3 separate regions of the Rattus norvegicus genome follow, and all the other regions are linked to region 1. The links are chromatin contacts, called in public Hi-C maps. All regions are on one chromosome and are shown on one strand. The core of a region is the stretch at or near the end of the contact, and the rest is flanking DNA. Distances in the headings are between cores, read along the strand shown. Region 1 holds the start of Pld1 (phospholipase D1). Region 2 overlaps Pld1 (phospholipase D1). Region 3 has its middle 5.1 kb from the start of Tmem212.

The links. A called contact is a pair of places that touch in the nucleus more often than the background predicts.
Region 2: a contact with region 1 is called in a Hi-C map of Schwann cells, with 8 times the contacts expected there. The contact joins the enhancer-like site here to the promoter of Pld1 in region 1. A contact is called at or near these places in 10 of 12 Hi-C or Micro-C datasets (the A7r5 cell line, the Rat2 cell line, Schwann cells and 5 more) and 1 of 1 datasets of contacts at active chromatin or transcription factors (oligodendrocytes).
Region 3: a contact with region 1 is called in a Hi-C map of liver, with 2.9 times the contacts expected there. The contact joins the enhancer-like site here to the promoter of Pld1 in region 1. A contact is called at or near these places in 2 of 12 Hi-C or Micro-C datasets (liver and mammary epithelial cells).

The regions. Positions count from the first base shown.
Region 1 is chr2:112,820,777-112,823,585 of GRCr8, reverse strand. It overlaps Pld1 (phospholipase D1), which reads right to left and starts at 1,410. Exons shown (of 27, transcript NM_001399082.1): 1 at 1,227-1,410.
Region 2 is chr2:112,938,049-112,940,857 of GRCr8, reverse strand. All of the region lies in intron 21 of Pld1 (phospholipase D1), which reads right to left. All of the region lies in intron 2 of LOC120100789 (a long non-coding RNA gene), which reads left to right. Among named protein-coding and RNA genes, the nearest start is that of Pld1, 120 kb to the right of the region's middle. Within about 2 kb of position 1,342, at least 3 of the 93 cell types and tissues checked have an H3K27ac peak or open chromatin away from gene starts, as enhancers often do.
Region 3 is chr2:112,745,571-112,748,379 of GRCr8, reverse strand. No RefSeq gene overlaps it. Among named protein-coding and RNA genes, the nearest start is that of Tmem212, 5.1 kb to the right of the region's middle. Within about 2 kb of position 1,354, at least 6 of the 93 cell types and tissues checked have an H3K27ac peak or open chromatin away from gene starts, as enhancers often do. A contact at or near this core is called in liver, where this site is marked.

The sequences.
Region 1 (2,809 bases), core at 161-2,660:
TAACTGTGCTATGTCTTTGGGTGTAAAGTCCACTGTCATAATCAGAAATGGCTTGCAGCCTTCACTTTATATGCGCGCGCGCGCGCGCACACACACACACACACACACACACACACACACACACACACAAACACATGAATGCACAAACACTTCTGTCTCCCTTTTCCCTCCATCCTTAAAAATAATTAAAAGAAAAAGATGATAAAACAGACGCTGACGCACTGCCTGTCCTATGGGACAAAAAGAGAAGAAAATGGCAATAGTAGACACATAATAGCATATATTAGTATATTTTAAAACATTCGTGTATCCATTTGAACTGATGCAGCTTACATATACGAGGAAAGAGAAGCCATAGTTCCTATGAAGCACACATTTTGAAACAGTGTCAAATGGAGCCCCCCTTGTAGAGTACTCTCGTGCCAGATGGCTCCGGGGCAAATGAACAGAGGCACAATTACTCCCCAGCTCTTTAACTTGGGGAAACTGAGGGAGCCATTCTCTTAATTTTATTGGCATCATTTCTTTATTATTATTATTAACACTACTTTCGTGTCTTACACATCACACTCCAATTTTACAGGCATATTTATTTTAGGGTGACCTCAGTCTAGGGAGCTACTTGAATAAAAACAGCAACGGACCCAGGAGGAACTGAGTCCCCCCTGAGCCCACCTGGATGCTTCACCCACACCAGTCATTCTGTAGGTATTTCACAGGACCGTCTTTGAAGTAAAAGTGACATGACATCTAATCAGCTGGAACTCAGAGGAGTAGGCCCCAGGGAAAACCATATCCAACAAGTGGAGTGCAAGATGGGTCTTGCTAGAATGCAGCACACCACTTAGCTCGAAAAATAAAATAAAATCACCATGCATAAAATCAGAGTTCTGCCTGACTGTACTAGGAGGACATAGAGTCATTACAAAAAAAAAAAAAAGGAAGTTAAAAAAAATGCTTACAAACCCTTACAACCCTTTAAACTACGACTCCAGCACACGTTTGCTCATTCCTCTTGGCTCCTCCATTTGGTTTGACAGAAAAAGTATCTTAGTCAGAAAAAACGTAACCACTCCCTCCCACCCCAGCCCCGCAGGACCAACCGAATCAAAAGTATTCTTTTCTAACGAAGCAATAGCACAAGCCTTCTCCTATCGTCGCCCCATCTCCCTGATGGCACTGAAAGAAAATCTGACACAAAACAGAAAGTTCAAAGCGTTACTAACCTGGGGCCCCTGGCAAAAAGCGGCGCTCCATTTTACTCTAAAGAATGAATTCTTCCTATGAAGCTAATGTCCAAAGCAGTTGAAAGTCGAGATGGGGGGAAATTGGCTATCCTACAAATCCACAAAAACAGGGGAAGCCGGCCTGTTCCAAAGCTCAACTTTGGCAGGCTCCCTAAGGAAATTCAACTGGGTCAAACCCACAGAGCACTTTAGCCTATAAGCTTCAATAATGAACTCAAACCACGCCCCATATGCTAAATAGACGCTCCGCCGTGAGAAAAGAAAAGCCACACAGAATAGAGTTAAGGCTTCAGTTTTGCACTTGTTGCCCAAGAAAGCCAGAGCACACACTTAAACAAAGAGAACTGTGATTCACTTGTGTCCCCTAAGACACTGCACTAAAGGGGCTGATTCACGCTAAACAAGGGCAGTACAGTCTCCCCTCCACCGGGGGCCATGAAATGACTTTTTCAAGTGTTGCCTAAGTTGGGTGCCGATCCTGAAGCATACAGTACTGTAATTTAAGACTGTGTCGGAAGATGTACAGCATTATTGTCTCTGAGAGTCAAACTCATACTATCGCTAGCTTTGCATTTTCCCATAATATAGAACAAATTTAAAACTTCATTACAAATGCCCAAATATTAATGTAGGTCACGAGGAAAGTCTGTCAACAAACCTTCTCATGTTAGGTCTAACTTGTCTGAAAGTCTGTAAGTCAGCTTTCTTTATATCAGTTCATCACTTAAGATACATTTGTAGGATAAAAGGGGGTATTTTCCCTCCGAAGGGACCAAGATAATGGCTCAGCAAGAAAAGGGGCTTGCTGCCAAGCCTGATGACCCAAGTTCAAAACTTCAGGACCCATAGGGTGAAGGAGAAAACCATCTCCTAGGTGTCGTCCTCTGATCTCTACATGAACACATACACTTAGACACATGTGTACTCACAAAAATATTTTTTAGAGACAGTTTCCCTGTGTTACCAGCCTTGGCTGTCCTGGAACTTAACTCTGTGTATTTATAGAGATCCACCAGTCTCTGCCTCCCAAGTGCTGGGATTAAAGTCATGTACCACCACACCTGCTTAAAAAGAGATTTTCAAATGCATCGTCTTTTAATAACATATACCCTGGTTTCAAAATAAGCAATGTAAATTTACTTGTCGCTCTACAAAAATGTAATTGGTAAGTTTTTCCAAATGACTAAGCCCTGAAACACAGTCAATAGAGTCCCGACATACTGCTCAATTTGGCCTTTCAACATAACACACTCACAATAACTACAACTGTCCCCTGTCTTTCAACCCCAGGAATAACATTAATTTCAAAGGCTTGCTATTTTTTTTTACACAAAGTTCTAATTTATTTAAACAAGTCTACTTTAACATAAAAATCTAGATTTCCTCAATAGTGTAACACAATCAAACAGGGCAAGGGAAACCTGACTCATTCACCGCCAAGCAGAACTTAGGTGCTAAAGTTAAGTTACTCAACGCCTGTGACACACCCAGAAGGGATTTGCGCATTTAGCTCTGCAATGTCAGGCAGGAAAACCCGGAGATGGTGCAGATCCAACACCCAC
Region 2 (2,809 bases), core at 93-2,592, 120 kb before region 1:
TTTATGGCAATGTGACATATATGAGCTAAACAATGTAAATCAACGTTCGAGCCTAGAAAGACAAGTCTTGTTAGAGCCAGTGGAACCACTCGGTAGTGAAATATTTCAGGGAGTGTGCTTAATGTGGCACCAAGCAAAGCAATAAGACAACATGAACGTGGTCAACATGGTCATGATGCCCAGTCAGCATTCTCTTGTGAGCTAACTTCCTCGTTTGGTGCCTGTAACTGTGAAGCAAATATTGCTCCTAGGGTGGCAATGCAGAAAGGTACCAGGGCACAAAGATGTGTACTTTTAGAATGAGGGAGCCGAAGACCCTGATGGCTGAGGCAGTAAGACAGACTAGAGCTGGAGAATGACGTAGGTGAAACTTGTTCATCCCTCCTTTGGGAGTTGTTTGGGTTCTGCCTCTAAGTCAGACTAGGCTCACAGCAGCCTGTAAATCCCGCTCCTGATGGTTCCTCTGCACTCTTGTGGGCTTTTCAGGAGTGTATAAATGTATAAATACACAGAAACACACAGCTTTAGGTCTTGGTAGGCAGTGGTGGCGCACACCTTTAATCCCAGCACTCAGGAGGCAGAGGCAGGCAGATCTGAGGCCAGTTTGGTCTGCACGGTGAATTTCAGGATAGCTAGAACTACACAGAGAAACCCTGTCTCAGAAAACAAAGAAACAAAGTTTGGTTTGTTTGTTTTTTAACTAAAAAGAAAAGAAGACAGAGCTAATGAAAATTGTTCCTCCATCCTAAGCAGAATTCCAGAGGAACTAGAACAGACCCTAGTCTACTTCCTTTTTATTTTATATTATTTAAAAAAAAATAGCTTTTATTTGTATGTGTATATGTTTTCGTGTGTGTGTGTGTGTGTGTGTGTGTGTGTGTGTGTGTGTGTGTGAATGCACATGTATGTGCCTACATGTGTGTATGGAAGACTCAGATGTCAAACTCAGATGTCACCTTCAGCACCTGTATCACTAACGTAGAGCTTGCCAGTTTTAGGAGGCCAGCCAGTGAACCCAGGGATCCAGCTGTCTGAGGCCCCAGCGCTGCGATCACATTTATCCCGCCACATCCAGCCTTTAGAGAGAGATTATGGGGATTAAACCCAGTCTTCATGCTCGTCCGTCCGGCTACTGCTTTACTGACTGAGCTCTCTCCACCCTATGGATGTGGACTTTCAAAAGAGACCATTTTAAGGCCTTTGGCTGTCATAAAGCTGCTTGCATGTTTCGAAGAAGAATAGCAGCTCCCTCCAGGTAGGTGAAGGCCTCTCTGTCCCCTCCTGATCTTTCTTATGGAGCCCTTTCCTTCTCAGTGCCTCTTCCCTCATGCCTGTGCTCTCGGCTGCATGGAGGGCTGTGAGGAGAAGTGGGATCAGCTCACAGTTGAGTCTGAGGACCTGAAGGAACCCCAAAGGAGCTTCTGTAGCAATGAGCAGTCAGGGTAGGAGGCTCTTCACTGTGAGTGGGGAGGCACTGAGGACACAGACAGGGTAGCATAGCAATGACAAAGGTTGTCAGAAAGGGAGAAATCACATGTGGGGCTCCTTGGCATGTTTTAGAGAGGAATCTTTAGATTGTGGTGGAATAAGTTCTGCTGGGCTCATTCTGAAGCCTCGCGGGACATAGCCCTTCCCATTTTGTGTTTAGAGAATCTTTTAAGATGTGATGCATCTCTCTGCCCCTGTCTTATTTATAGATGAGGGACTTGGCTGAAATCTACCAGGATGCTAGAAATGTCCACTTGACTCAACCATGATCTAAATGCAAGAGGCCATGTGGGCTGTGACAGACTGCGTTACACCCAAACAAAGGAGTCCATTCATTGCTTGTCTTTTAAAAATGACAGGCTTTGACGTATAAGAGGGTTGGGTTACCCAGAACATCTGACTTCAATATTACCCCAGGCTTGCTAACCTCTGCCAAGACATAACCCCAAATGAGACCCTATAAATCATTTACTAAGGCAAATGCTCTTCACCAACCCCAGATAGGACACACCTCGGGCTCAACACGATTGCTGGCCCCAGCCTCATGCTCCTTTTCTATCCAGAGGTTGAAATGACCATTTATAAGATTGCTTTGGAATACAATAAAAGCAATAGGATGATCTCAAACAAAGCCTCCCCTGCCAGGATTTGTGGTCATCTGTGTCCTGATGTAACCTCTTCTCCAAACCTTGTCTGGAGATGGGAAGATGGTAGCCTTCTTCCCACAGGGAAACGGCAGAGCCTAAACGTGTCATAGTGAACACGTTTCCCTCCTTGTCTGATAACTGCGGCCCAGACCCTTCAGCACACCGAGTCTACACCAAGCCAGGCATGCCTTCCCACAGCGCAAGATTACAGGATATGAAAATTACAGAAGAGAGATATCCTCTAACCGAAAGAAATTTTATCCACCGAGTAATTACTTTAAGAAGCATAATATTTGTTTGTTTTTAAATGAAATAGCTCTCTTGGCTTTTTTTTTGAAAGCTTATCAAAAATGTGTAATTCCTCAGAAACAAGGGAAACTTTGAACTTGGGCATGAAGAGCAGAAGCTAAAGTCCTGGTGACTTGGTTACATTTCATGTTGCTTGACCAAATGCCCAAGAAAAGACTACTTAAGGGAATGACTTACTTTTGCTGATAGTATGAGGGTACCCAGTCCATCATGGTGGGAAGGGCACACAGTCCATCATGGTGGGGAGGGCACACAGTCCATCATGGTGGAGGACATGGTGGCAGGAATCAGACTGTCTCTTTCGTCAGAAAGCAAAATGGACAGGACACAGGGCCAGGCTATAAAACTTCAAGGCCTGTGTTGGG
Region 3 (2,809 bases), core at 105-2,604, 75 kb after region 1:
AAGGAAGGAGGAAAGGAGGGAGGGAAGGAGGGAGGGAAGGAGGGAAGGAGGGAAGGAGGGAGGCGGAAGAGGAAGGGAGGGAAAGAAGGGAGGGACTGAGGAGGGAGGGAAGGAAGAGGGAAGGGAGACAAACAGATAGAGAAAAGCCCTGTATTCTAATCTAGTGAAGCTTTGATCTCCAGAGTCAACCAAACACAATTCGGAATACAGTGAGTACAGGAAAGGTGTCAGCCATGGGCCTCCACTACTCCTCCCTACCTTGACCTTTGGCCTTGGCCTTCACAGGATTAAAAAAAGCATAGCAAATATCACACAGAAAAACATGTTTAAAATAAACATTTTAAAACAAGGAATTAGGTGATCACACAGTTCCCATTTTAAAGGACCAAGCCTTAGGTGGTGGAACACACAGGGGTAACCCGAGAACTTGGGAGACAGAGGCACATTCAAGGCCAGCCTGGTCTATATATCAAGTTCCAGACTAGTCAGGGCTACATAGTGAAATACACATACATACATATGTATGTAGGTACAAGAATGCATGCATGAGTCAAAGCTTCTTCCTTAAAGCAATCTGTAAAACAAACAGCATCAGACGCTTCCTCCTCACTTTCTCCCCATTTTCTGTCCCCCTTTCTCCACATCTCTCACTTTCCTCCACTCCGAACATCGAGAGACCTGTACGTGAGCTGCTCCCAGCTTCCCAGGTTCCTGCATTCCCAGTCAACTCTGCTTTTAAAGTCTCTCAGACCTTAGACTTTTGGACAGCACAGAACGCTGTTTATGGCCCTAGGAGTCTTTTCCTCTGGATTCCAACATGACTCCATCCCTTCCTGTCCATCTTCCCCACACCCCTCTCCTCCGATACCCTTGCTGCATCTTCCTTCCTGTCTGAGCTCCTTATCCCTCCTGGCGGCCAGCGTGCCAATCCACCCCATCAGTGTTCCATCTGTAATTTCTCTGTTTCTGTGGGAAAACAAGACAGGAGTGGCCGCTGCAGAAGACAATGTCCACAGTGGCCTGTGGGAGGCTGCTGGCACGGACCAGAGCAAAAGCTGTCCACTGCAGCAGAAGAGACAGGTCTCTTCAGACAGATGCCTAGCCGCCTGAGCTCGCAGGTATCACAGTCATCTTGCCTGGCAAAACTAGGGAAAAGTCTGATAGATTCCAGATGATTTCAAAACACACTTGAGGGGGAGACTCTCAAGTGGAATTATGCTGGTGCAATACTATCTCTGTAGTATCTTATAAATTGGAGGGTTTAAAATAGAAATTTGACAGTTTCCAGTTAGGGATGATAAACATTGAACTTTGTTCTCTGTCAGCCCCGGGTCATTATGAGGAAAGAGAGTTCACTCAGAGTTGAAACTGAACAACCAGGAAAAGCAGAAGGAAATGCACTGTGTATGAGCACTGGGAAGGCTTAAATGGGTTGAAAAATGGTTGGAAAATCTGTGAAAATGTATGACTAAGCATGAGGCATACCTCCACAATGCAACCTGGCATGCCTCCTCAGTCTTCTGAAGGAAGAAAACAGGCTTGAGCAGGCTGCTAAAGAAGACCCAGGAACATCTTCTGCACCGCCAACCTATCAATGTCAGCAAATGTTCTGAGCCAGCGCTCTAGCAGACTCGAGCCTTTCATTTTATGCAGTTTATAACTCTACCTAGCTGGGCTTGCAGGCATAGGCCTGAGGGCAGCTTTATCACAAGTTCACAGCCTTTGTGAGAAGGGTTTGAGGTCAGCCTGGGAAACTTAGCATAGACCTTGAATCAAAATAAAATGTAAAAAAGGTGGTGGGAAATGGCTACCAACCTAGTGTGTGTGAGGGCATGGTGTGTGCAAGTGCATGTGTGTAGCATGTGTGGTGTTTAGTATGTAGTGTATGTGTGTGATGTCAGTTTGTACTGTTACTGACCATGTAAAGCTTGATCACTTGGTTAAAACCATAACTGAAGGAGCATATATTTGTACAAATATGTGCATATGTGTATATGTGCGCACAGACACACATGTATGCATCTATGTTTACATATGTTCATACTTATTTGCCCATGCTATACAGCAGAGCTTTGTGTGTACGAGTGAGTGCTGTGCCACTGAAGTGCAGCTCCCAGGCCTCTTTCAGCCGGGGCATGGAGGTGGGCAGGGCCTCGTGCATGCCAAGTCCTGGTCCCACTGTGCAGCTCAGGACGACCTTGGTCTTCTTGTCCTTGCATCTCCGTTTTTCAAATGCTGGGATGGTAAGTGTGTGTCACCCTGCCCCATTTGTTTGGTACCAAGGATCAAAGTGGAGGCTTCCTGCAATGCTGGACAAGCACTCTACCATCAGAGTTACATCCATTGCCCTCTTCTTTCGACCTTTAATTTGAAATTTTCAAGCCTAGAGAAGACCGGGAAGAAAGCATCAAGAATACTATGTAGTCCCATCTCTAAGACATCCTTTTTGAAAAACTAATACTCACAGTCATGGCATGGGCGCTGGGCACGTGCACACGACGGGTGGCACACTTACTTGCAAAAGCACGAGTATAAAGTTCAGAGGAGAGGTTTGTGGACTCAGCTCTCTCCTACACTTCTGTGGGTTCTGAGGCTCAAATTCATCATCAGGTTACAGTGTAGGCATCTTCACCTGACCAGCCCAACCCAACCATTTATACAAATATAATGTCATAAAATACCCAATAGTCTAAGTACAGACAAACCAGAATCGTGTAATTCCAACTTCATGCTTAATTTCCCCAACTGTCCCAGCACCCTTATTGTTATTTTTCATGACTTATAAATACTTTAAAAGTTTAATAGTTTG